Linked DNA regions of Oryzias latipes: region 2 is linked to region 1. A link is a contact called in public Hi-C data. All regions are on one chromosome and are shown on one strand. Each heading gives the region's core, a stretch centred on a gene start, on an enhancer-like site or on the middle of the called end of the contact. The rest is flanking DNA. Distances are from core to core; before and after follow the strand shown. Region 1 overlaps adcy7 (adenylate cyclase type 7). Region 2 has its middle 14 kb from the start of gpi.

Region 1 (5,940 bases), core at 1,408-3,907:
TGTCCTCACTAATGCTCAAACATTGTCATTACCTGATGTGACCCCGAAGCAAATGAACCAGGGGAACCTTCGTGACCTCATCAGGTTCTGCGGCATCTTCTCCAATCAGGCTTTGTTTCCTGAGTCTGTGGCCTAATTGTGTCTCTGTTCTCTGGTTTAGGAACAAATCCCAGAAGAGCAAGTTTGATGAGGAGCTGCACAATGAGATGACCACCACCATAGATGAGCTCAGCAGCAAGTGTGTCATTTTGTGTGCATTTTTCATTTGATTGCTTATAAGTATTTCATTTAGTAGTATTGTAAAATTCAATCTGTCTTACTTTGCACAAATGTTTCCAGCAAAAAACTGTATTTTTCTGGCTGAAATACAAATAAAATTTGCAATACTTTACATTTCAGCACAACGTGTGTCTTACACTAACCACATAGAGTGTGTTTTAGTGTTAAGTGCACACGACTGAACAGAAGATGCTCCATCCAAAAATTAAATCTTGAGATTAAAAAACAGAATTTCCTAAAAATGTAGGGAGTTCTAAAAAGAGCTGAAATATGAACTGTTCAGAAAAACAGCAGCTCTGAACCTTCTGGATAAAATTCAAAGACTGTTTTTAGTCAAAGATTTGGTCGTATTTGGTTTCCTTTGAGCCTCACAGACGCACGGATGATTTAGCTTGATTTATACTGAAAAAGGGATCTTGTATGAACCTTTTTTTCCCGTTTTTTTGGGTGGAATACGTTTGCTTTGTTGGCTTAGTTTTTATTTGCTTGATATTTTTGCAAAAATTTGAGGGCAAAATTAGTTTTTTGAGTGTAAAGAAGGAGGCAAAAAAAGAGTGGGGCATGAAGAGATGAAGCCAGCAAACGTCTTTGTTGAAAGAAGCCTGATATTTAAGATATTAAACTGCTTGGAAATGTATTTTTATTCAATTTTTTTATTAATTCAAACATCCAAATCCAAGCGTGTACTGTCATTTGTACATTTTGTACAACGAAATGCCTTATTTTGCTGTCCACAGTGATTTATATATTACATGTGGGTGCAAATTGTAAGTTCTGCGTTCACAAAGTGGAAAAATCTCAGAAAGTCCCTTTGCTTTGCTTTGAAGAAGTGATTCAAAACAATTTTTCATACACTTTTATCATAAAAGAGCGGCAAACTTGTGCTGCGTCATCCAGTCAAGGCACAGGGACGTCTCACTTTTTTGCACAGAGGATATTAAAACGTTTGACGTCATTCATTTCTCCAGGATAATTCAAAAAATTGTTTGGAACATTGTTCTTGTGTAGAGTTTGGAATGCTGATACGCTAACACCCAATTTTCTTAAAAATTGAACTCCCTCAGCCGTCTTTTGAAGTTGTGGCCAAGCTGCTGTCAAGCAATCACATTAAGCATCAGCCCAGCGTGCTGCCGCTTTTTATGCCCTCTGCGATCCACTGCTGATTCAACCTCAAGCCAAACACAGTACAGATGTTCCAGATCTTCGGGCAAATGTACTCTAGTTTCATGACTCAAACTGTGAACCACAAACCAGAAATGTTTATATCCTTCCTGTGCAGCAGTTTGTATGCAGGAAGTGAGATTTTATTTATGCTTTTGGCTGTGCAATAATGATGGCTTGCATAAATCTCCCTTTTTTTAACATCTTTCTTCTTGTCTGTCCAGGCAGTGGTCTAAGTCTGAAGAGAGTGGAAGTTTAGCTCTGTGGTTTCCAAAGAAAGACCTGGAAAAACAGGTTGGTTTGAAATAAAGAGGCTCAGAAGTTTCTGCACGGCGAGAGCCGTCCACTCAAATGTCTTCTGTTTCTGTTCCTGCTCCAAGTACCGAGCCCTAGATTTGCCAATGTTCAAACACTATGTGAGCTGTGCAACCTTCATTTTCCTCTGCATCTTTGTGGTTCAGATGCTGGTCACAAACGAGTGAGTACAACCTAAATTCATCCCAAAACGTTCTCAAGTGTAAATGTTTAAAAAATGAGACTTTAAAGATAAAAGCTGCAGGGATGGAGTGAGGAGCTCTGGCTTTGTTTCCTTCAGTCGACAGATGCTGGGGACGTCATTTGGAGTGTTGCTTTGTGTGCTGATACTGACCCTGGCCATCTGTTTTGCAGGTCACATACAGGTCAGTATCTGAAGCTGTGTTCAGCATCGCCTTTTTCTCTGAAGTTTGATTTATTTTCAGAACTGTTCTGATTTGCACTAAATGCAAATGAGTCGCATGACTGTTTGAGTTGGCAAAAAGGTATGTCATTTAACCTGCAAACATGCTGTAAACCCAGGTTTTGTCATCCAGTTGGAATGTGTTACTTTCAATTCCCCCCCCCACTTCCTTCCTTTTTTCTTTGAATTATTTGGGCAATTATGTTTTACTTTCAATTGGGAATTGAAGTCTCAGAATTGCTCCTGAATATGACACATAAGCACATCTATAAGAGGATATGAACCTAGCTCCCTTGTAGACCATCACCGTAACATTGTAGCGGACAGTTATGTAGGTCACACAGACAGCTGACGCGAATGACGAAGGCAGGGTTTACAAGAGTGCACGTGCTGAATGAATAGTTCACATTTTTCCTTTTAAAGGTTTAACCTTTGTGAGAATAGAAACATGCTCTCTGCTGTCTGATGAAGGCCTTGACCTCCTCTTTGATGGGTCCGTCAGCTGTTAGTCACCCTCATGTGGTGTGTCTGTGGACGGCTGACTGTACGGAGCGGATCCACTCTAAACTCTTTTTTTTCCCTTCTCCCAAACGTCTGCAGCGCTTCTTTCCAGAGAAGCTGTCTCAGTGTCAGTGGCTGCCGGCTGTGTCGGAGGCGGTGGTTAAGCGGCCATGCGTTCGCCTGCCTCTGGCCATCGTCACGACTGCGGTCATCATTATCTTGGCGGTGTTCAACATGGTACGACTGTGCTATTTAAAGCTGAGGAACACTTCATAGATGCCGTACCAGACTTCAAAGGACAATGTCCTGTGGTTGCTTGTCACTCACGTTTTTTTTCTCCAACTCTCCAGTGTTTTGTTCACATGGGTGGAAAAGAAGGCTCTGATTTCTTCTATTTACCTGTGAGTCGCACTTTTGAAAGACCCACTCTGATCTTTTATTATTCTATTGTAAAAGCATTCCCAGTCATCTTTTAATTATGATTATGACGTTTTGAGGCAAAATCCAAATAATTGTGTTGTTTTCTAGGACATAGTTTCTGCAGAAACCCCGGCAGTAGTTCATTAGAAATTCACATCTGAGTTGTGAGTGGGACTGTTGGTGCGGAGTAAGCCCATACCCACTTCCCGTCACCCATCTGTTTATGCAGTCTCCCGCTAGCTCAAAGCCACTCACACCCCAAACCTAAAACTACTGGTTCAACAAAAATAGCGAGCAATATTGGAGATATCCAGCCGTACCGTTTTGAGCCAGATTCCAATTCAATTCAATTCAATTCAATTTTATTTGTATAGCCCAAAATCACAACAACAGTCGTCTCGATGGGCTTCGAAGTAAAACATGAAATCAAAAGGATCACGAATACAAAGAGTTAATAGAAAAATACTAAAATGAACTAACAAACTGACTAAGCTATACTGGCATCCCTGCCCTTAGACCCCCCTTCGCGGTAAGGAAAAACTCCCAAAAAAACCGGATTCCGGAAAAAACGAAGAAACCTCAGGGGTGCCCATATGAAGGAGGGATCCTCCCCCAGGACGGACAGGCGATTTACCAGAAATCTTAGATAAGAATTAACTTATCTAAATCTACAACTACATATATAAAAGTCCAGCAGACGAGCTTCATCCAGCCGTGGAAGTCTGACCCCACTCTAAGCACTCCCACTCCCCAGGAGGGGAGAGGAAAAGAGGGACAATACATGAATCGCACTGCACCAAACAGAGGCATGGAGAACTAAATGATAAATTATGATCAAGAATAGAGGAGAGGAAGGGTAGAAGTAAAAACAGGAAAGAGGACAGAACCCCAGTGCACCATAGTTACCCCAGCTTCAACTTCTAGCAGCCTTTTAAAAGAAATAGTTATTATTAAGTTTAATTTAAACAAATTAACATTAAGTTAAATAATCTCTGAATACTAACTAGTCTGACAATAAGCCTGTCCAAAGAGGAATGTTTTCAGTCTAGCTTTGAATGTAGAAACTGAGTCGGCCTCTCTTACATGAGCTGGGAGTTTATTCCATAAGACAGGGGCTCGGTGACTAAACGCTCTACCTCCAACCGTACTTTTACTAATTCTAGGAACCACAAGCAGTCCTGCATTTTGCGAGCGAAGTGTTCTCATTGGATGGTAAGGGACTATGAGGTCCTTAATATAGGACGGGGCCATTCCATGTAAGGCCTTATAGGTTAACAGGAGGATCTTGAACTTGATTCTGGAATCAACTGGGAGCCAATGGAGCGAAACTAACACAGGAGTGATGTGCTCAGACGAGGAAAACAAAGACCTTTATGGATCCATTTGTCTGCAAATTGATGCATCAGAATGGAGCGGAGCAGGGAGTTTGAGACCTGCCCAGCATATTTTCAACTTAACAAATATGTTCTTTTTCAAACTGCATTTTTTTCTTGCTCCTGATTCACAATTCGACACAAAAAAAGAATTATGGCAAAAATTAAAAAAAGCAAAACAAAAGATAGCATTATATTTTAGAAAACAAAACAAAAACCCAGAAAAAAAAACAATAACATTTTTAAAAACTACAGTAAATCAAAATGAAATGTTGGAAAACGAAGCACAGAAGCAAACGGTAAAGATAGGTCCTATGTGACATCATTGATTGGATGATGACCATCACTTTAACTGAAGGTTATTTGGCATGAAGCGATACTGGATATCATCATCCGATCAGCGATGTCCCATAGTATCCACCTATTCTGGTTTCTCATTGTTTTGTTTTTGTAACATTTCATTTTGTTTTTTCTGGAATTAACTTTTATTTTCCATAATGTTTTGGTTTTTTCCGTTTTGGTTTCTGGAATTTTTTTTGTTTCCTAAAATGTAATGCTGTTTTTTTTATATTCGTTTTTGCATCAAGTAATTTGTTGATACTATTTGTACTTCAAGGCCACCATAGAAAAAAAATGCTGGAACTAAATTAAAAATACCAAAAACAATACTTTCATCGGAGTGGGTCTTTAAAAATTTTCTAATTCCAACAACATTTCTGTATTCTGAAGTTTTACATATCAGAACATAATAGGAGGCATGTTTTTTGGTGCTTTCTCTGCCCTCCAGTACTCTGTTTACTGTTGCATCCTCTCGCTCATCGCGTGTGGAGTGTTCCTGCGGGTGAGCTTCGAGCTCAAAGTGCTCTTCCTCACCTTGGCCTCCACCACATACTACATCATCATCTTCAGCAGCAGCAAGGACTATTTTAAGGCCTACGGAGACTTCCTCCATGCTCAGATCAACAGCAGCTGTAATGACAGCAGGTGGGACCCAAAGTAGAAAGTATTTCCTGCTGATATGCTGTTTCCTCCATTTTCCATGATAAACCAGAAATATGCAAACACTGAAGTATTTTAAATGCAGTTGCGTTTTTTGTGCTAATTAATGCAGACATTTAGGAGAACCGGAATTTCACTTAAGCTCAAAGTCGTTGTGAAATGAAACGGGAATGCTCTTGTTTTTCTGCAGTAGGGGAGATGATTTGATGGATCTCCTAAGCTGTATAGGACTTGTTAAACACCCCCAGTACATGAGCTGCATATACATCACACTGTTCCTGATTACCATGCTCATCATCTCACAGCAGGTATGGAAACATTTTCCTTCTTTCCTCACATTTCAGCATTTTTAGCCCACTTTTACCAGCTTCTTTCATCGTCTGCCGCTTTGCCTTCCAGAACGAGTACTGCTTTCGCCAGGACTTCCTGTTGAAGTACAAGAACCGAACTGAACAGGATGAGATTGAAACCAGGGAGAACCTGAACCGC
Region 2 (5,940 bases), core at 2,370-4,869, 130 kb before region 1:
GTTTGCTGGCTATAGTTTTGGGTCATTTGATTCAGAGCTGGTGCTAATGGGTTTTTCTTTTTTTACTTTGCACTTCAAGGATGGAAGTGAGATTGTTACTGTAACTTTCACATTTACTCCAATGCTGTCTTAAGGAAGTGACTCATTCGACTGGCACTGGAAAATCTTTCTTTTCAGAAGTGAATCATTCACCTCTGTGGTATTTCCTTTGACAAAAAAAAATAAGTCCCCCATTGTTAAAGCAACAAAAACTGTTGTGAAGAAGGGTTCTGTGTGGTAGCTTAACCTGAGTACTATTGTCTTTGGTTAAAAGTTCAGCAATCAAACATTTTATTGTCCTTTAAGGAGTAAAATACTAGATCTTCAAATTAACTGTAGATGAAAATCAATCCCTCGCTGTGCAGATCATAAATGCCCTGCAAACCCTTCACCTCCACGTTGTCAACAAGATCATTTTTAGGAGCAATATGAACGGACAGAAACTGCTGTTTTTGTGAAGATGGTAACGGAAGCGTTGCTTTATAATGGCTTAAAAAACCCAACTCAAGAAGAATTAGCTTTCGTTTGTGTTTTGAAGGTGAACTCTTTGTGTTGTGGTGAAATTTCTGTCATTTTTTACTGATCAAACCAGTAACACAAGCCTTTTCAAAGGCTTCATGAACCATTTTAGTGTTTTGCTAACCATAGATTACTTTACAGTTCAATTGGCAACACTTTGTTAGACAGAGAGATCCATGGCTGACTCAGAGTCCTGATTTAACTGCTGGAAAAAGCCTAGTCATGATCCCTCCACCACCGTGCTTTACAACTGAAATGCAGCTTTGGCACATATCAGGTGGAACCCTTAGCCATCCTATCGTATGTTTAAACAATGACAAACATTTATATTAGTAAATCAAACCAATTACTTCAAAAGTAATTTTTGTACCGGTACTCTGATAAAATTTAAAATATTGGCAAAGTGTGTAAAGGTTTTGTAACTCAGAGTGCTTTACAAAAACCCGTCTACCCTATACCACACATCGGTACACAATGGGACACGCATAATGTGCAGGTGTAACTATGAGACAATGTGAAACGTTTTTTAAAGGTTTTACATATTTTGGTAGTCAATTCCAAAAGTGATTTCTTGTATATCACGTAGAGTTATTATTACACTTTTTTTTTATATTTGAAGCTTTCGCTATGTGTACTTTTGATGATTGTACAGGTAAGAAAAAGCACTAATTTCAGTGTCTCTGAAAATTAAAAATGTTGGAAATTAAATGTGTTTCTTCCTGAGATTCAGTAGAACAGGGCTGTACAGCTGAAAGCCGTGGGTTGTTTTAAAAGGACAAAACCAAAAAAACACAGAGGGAGAGACAAAGTGGCACCTCTGACAAGTAGAGGTCAGGCAGATCCAGAGTCACACCTGAACCATGAGACAAAGAGGCTCTTCTGGACCAGGAAACTCTGGACCACTGAAGACTTGTAGAAGCGGTGACAGCAAGGTAACCCAAAACACCATGCAGCAGATGTTTCCTGAGCCTTCTAAAGGTCTCCCAGTCAGGGTCAGTAGTTACGTAACCATGGAAAAGACTGCTGACCTGACGGATGTCCAGAAGACAGTCAATGACACCAAACACAAGGAGGGAAAACCACCAAAGGTAATTCATCAACAAGCTGGTTGTTCGGTCCAACAAGAAATGTATACAAACATAATTGATATAAATAAAGCTTAGCCTCAAATACAAAAGGGGTGTATACAAATATACACCTCGTGTGTCAGAAGTTTTATAACCGCATATTGTGACAGTAAAATCTGTCCAACACAAGAGGCCTTCAGCTCTGATGTGTTTGCTCATCTGCTGGATAGGACAAGTAAAAAAAAACAACACAAAAAACAAAACAAACGGGTTGCTCAGAGAGTGATGTATCCAAGCATGACAGCCTTTCAACTCCTGAGCTTTAGCCCTGGTTTTTACATTCTCTGACTACCGTAACTCTTCAACCGCTGACGCAATTAACGTCATTCCAGCTGATTCTGAAGCAGAATAAAGCAGCCTTGGGCTGACATGCAACACTTTACAGTAGTGACGTGCTTAAGTAATCCACATAAACCAACCGATTCTTTGATCAAGTAAACTGTGAAAGAGTCAGGTAAAAAAGAGCGTGTTATTTAGCTGTCGCCAGTGACATCTCCGGTATTAAAAGAACCCACTAAAGAACAAATGTTAAATTAAATATGAGTTATTGTTGCAGCCAATTTTCCTACTTTAAAGTAAGACTATTCGATAACTGAGGCACCGGTTTTTGCTCTTTGTGGGTGCCGCCCATTTCACGACGTCAACCAAGAGTCAGCCTCGGCGGTGTGTCTGCGTCTCGCCCATGAAAACAAACAACATCCAAACTTTTGCAAAGATGGCTGTCCATATTGTGCATATAAAAGGAAAGCATTTTGACGATCATCGCTAGCTCTGCGGACAAAGTGTGTTAGCCTGGGGGCGGTGCTAATACTTCCTGGAAGGGGCTGTTCTCGCTTTTCTACGTCACAATGTGAGAACCCATCCGTTCTCGTGAATCGGGAGGGGCTGGTGCTTAAAGAGCAGGTTTGGAAAGAAATACTCAGAAATATGTCAATGCATCAAAATACAGCTTTGGGGTTATTGTTTTTTTTCATGAGGAATGAACATTCTAATAAACTTAAAAGCTCAAAAAGTTGATTTTTGCATGGTATAAGCCCTTTAACATGTGGAGTGACGCCCCTTGAGAGTTTGATGAAAACCTATTTTTTCTTACTTTTTGTCGCCCCGTCGGAAAAATAGGTAAAAATTCACAAATTGACAAAATGTCTTTTAACACTGTATGTTTGAAAGAAAGAAAACTAGACATTTGATTTTTCAATCAGTCTAATTTAAGAGGAAAGATGTGTTGAGTCAGTCAACACATCTTTCCAGTTCAAGAACAAGGAGGAAAACAAGCAGGGGGGTAGTTTGGAAGGACTGGGACGAGGCAGCTCTGCTTTTTACTGTAAATATATCTGAACTTTGATTCTGCTCCTTGTGTGTTACTGAAGAACTAAGTCTTGTGTCTCATTCATATGTATAGCATGACTGCATCTATTTAAAGCAGACATTATCCAGAAAAGCAGCTCCTTGATTATGATTAGGGACAGCTTTATAGGTTTTTGAGGCTATTTTATTTCAGTTTCAGTCAAGTGAAGTTCTTCTTTCTTGCTCTAAGTAAACATTTGTTTTGTTTAATGATTTTTCACTTTCCCAGATAAAACAACCCAAGAGGCAGAAAGAGGAAAGATCACAATTTTTCTTTGTTTCTTGTAAAATCCAGCCCTTCATAACATTTAAAAATAAACTTAAAAACTTCTAAAAGTGTCCCACTGAAGCATAACATGAGGGAGAAAAACCCCCCAGGAATGGATAAGTGTGAATAACCATAGATTTGGAGTGAAGTCATGTGGTAGCAGAGCACATTTTTTGGCATTTCCTGGCAGTGGAGCGACCTGTGTGCTGTGGAGGAAAGGTGTTCTTGAGCTCTTTTGTGTGGTGTAACAGAGCTCACCTCACATCAGATCCCCCGGGGCTCCTCTACCTCTGCACGAGCACAGCCACACATGTATGCGCGCACACACACGGCTCCCTGAGTAACAGGGTGGAACCATCACACACATAAAGGCTTCTTTGTGCCCCAACTCATAGAGCTGTCAACTAACACCAGACGTATCCCCACACTGAACACCACTGTTCTGCTCACAGGAGAGCTCAGTGAGTGGGCAGCCTATGCTTTCATGTAAACCCACGTAAAACGTATCCCCATCACTTACAATCTGCAGATCAGCAGTTTATAGATACAGCTATACTCCTGCACTTGAAAATCAAGGGTTAAAAGGGCTCAACATGTTGTGACTTTAGAGTTCAGGGCTGTAAAACAGTCAGTAAAACTCCAATGATTGATTTCCCATTTTTGCTTTTATTACATCTTCAGAATACTTTTTTTTTGTCTTTTAACCTTAGCATATTTAAACAGTCCATGACAGTGAACACACCTGAAAGAGTAAAAGAGCCTAAGTTAAGTTGCAAAACTTACTATAGTTTCATTTAAATCCTTGTAGCTGTGGGGAAGGAAGCAAACATGAAATAATGTGCATTTTTGGCATTTTTATTTAAAGTTACTGAGGAAAAGCACACCAGTTCTGGGTGAAAACATGTGAGACATATATGAATTGCGACAGACAAGATTCAAATGCCCAATGCCAGAGAAAGTCTTTGGTAGTTGGGCTCTGGGCCAACGATGTCTGGCGTGTTTGGGATGAGTTCAGAACATATGAAAAAAAACAGGAGGACAGGCGATGGCAAAGCAGGATTCAGGTGGAGAACGGGGGGGAGGAGAGTCGACAAACCATTTAGATTCCAGAGAGACAACCATTCATGAATTTAAAAGCAAAAATATGGTTGAGATTGACTGAAAGGATTAAATTTGCAACTTAACTATTGGTTCCAAGTTAAAGGCGTGTAAAGCAAAGTATCCGGCGTGCCTGCGGGTAAATCTTTCTTGTGGAAATTGTACCAAAGCTTCAGAAAAATCTTGGATAAGAAATTAAAATGTACCAACTAACCATCTGGGAAAAGGTATGATAACAGTTACATAGATAAATATTTATTTTTTTGGAGAACTTTTAAAAAAATGAAATGTCAAAAACCATTGTTGAAGATGAAAAAGAAAAAGCTGTGTGGCGGATTGATTTTTCCTTTTACTTTTGAGTCAACGAACGCAGCTTTATTGTGAAAATGAAAAAGCATTTCAAGTATTGAATTTTATTTTGAAATATGAGACGCAGATGATTTCATGTTAATAGTCTTTGTCACTAGAAAAAGGAAATCCAAAAAATTGCTTCCCGGTCCGTGCAGCAGTGATCCATTAAAATCAACAACCAAAATAATAAATAATACATAAAAATAAATTAAAAAGTGCATCACTTTATCACTAAAACAGGAAATTAAAATCAGATTGTTGCCAAATTAAAGTCCATTTCTCATTTAAAAAAAATTAAAATAAAACAGGATACATAATTAACAAGTGTTAAAAATAGTAAAACAAAGGTTAAAGTTATAATAAGGAAATTTCCAATGTTGTAGCATTACAGATAGAAATAATATAGGTGGATTAGTATGTACAGATAAGAAAAAGAGTAAATGTGTGGCATATTTACAAAAAAGAAACAAAGGGAATAGTCCCAGTGGTCAAAATAATGTAAAGTAGTTCAGAACTGCACAAAATATTTTCTGTCTTTTTGTCTGGTGTCCAGCTTGTCATTGTCAGGTCATCTGCTCTGCTCTGTTTTGTCACATCTTTGTTTCTCTATGGGTTTTTTCATGTTTTAGTTTATTTATTAAATGTTTTAAGTTTATGTGACAATCCTGCATTTTTACATCACCTTTTCTTGACAAAATGTCTCCACAGAACAACAAGCAAATTTACGCTGCTTCTTCTAATATCAATTAATAAATTATATTATATTATTTATTATTATAAATAATAAATAAGATTATAATATAATAATAATATAAATAATTAATAATTTGATTAAAATCATAGTAAGATTTTGGAAGCAGTTTGGTTTCTTTCTCTGGTATATGCCTAAACAAGTCAAAGTATGGTTTTCTCAAGACCATGTGATGGATTTTGATGATAAAAACTATAGTTTAATAATTTTTCCAGGGAGGATTTTTAACAGTTTTGCAAAACCATTTCAGATACCTTCATACATTTTAAATTTTGAGTTGCTTATTTCTTATGAATGAATGTTACTCAAAGTTCTGAAATCACTTCAGCTTTAAGTTGTGGTTTGACTTTTTATTATCATGGAGCATAAAAGTCTTCAAAAACGGTTGTAACCACTGAAGTTTGAAGACACGGTTATTTTAGTTATGCTCCTCACGCAAA

What was found. A called contact is a pair of places that touch in the nucleus more often than the background predicts.
Region 2: a contact with region 1 is called in a Hi-C map of fibroblasts, with 1.9 times the contacts expected there. The contact joins two enhancer-like sites. A contact is called at or near these places in 2 of 5 Hi-C or Micro-C datasets (embryo and fibroblasts).

What each region holds. Positions count from the first base shown.
Region 1 is chr3:30,374,853-30,380,792 of ASM223467v1, reverse strand. adcy7 (adenylate cyclase type 7) reads left to right here. Exons shown (of 26, transcript XM_011493651.3): 13 at 161-238; 14 at 1,665-1,734; 15 at 1,821-1,918; 16 at 2,036-2,120; 17 at 2,759-2,896; 18 at 3,010-3,060; 19 at 5,240-5,436; 20 at 5,642-5,759; 21 at 5,851-5,940. Among protein-coding and RNA genes, the nearest start is that of brd7, 21 kb to the right of the region's middle. Within about 2 kb of position 2,657, at least 2 of the 8 cell types and tissues checked have an H3K27ac peak or open chromatin away from gene starts, as enhancers often do.
Region 2 is chr3:30,510,365-30,516,304 of ASM223467v1, reverse strand. No RefSeq gene overlaps it. Among protein-coding and RNA genes, the nearest start is that of gpi, 14 kb to the left of the region's middle. Within about 2 kb of position 3,619, at least 4 of the 8 cell types and tissues checked have an H3K27ac peak or open chromatin away from gene starts, as enhancers often do.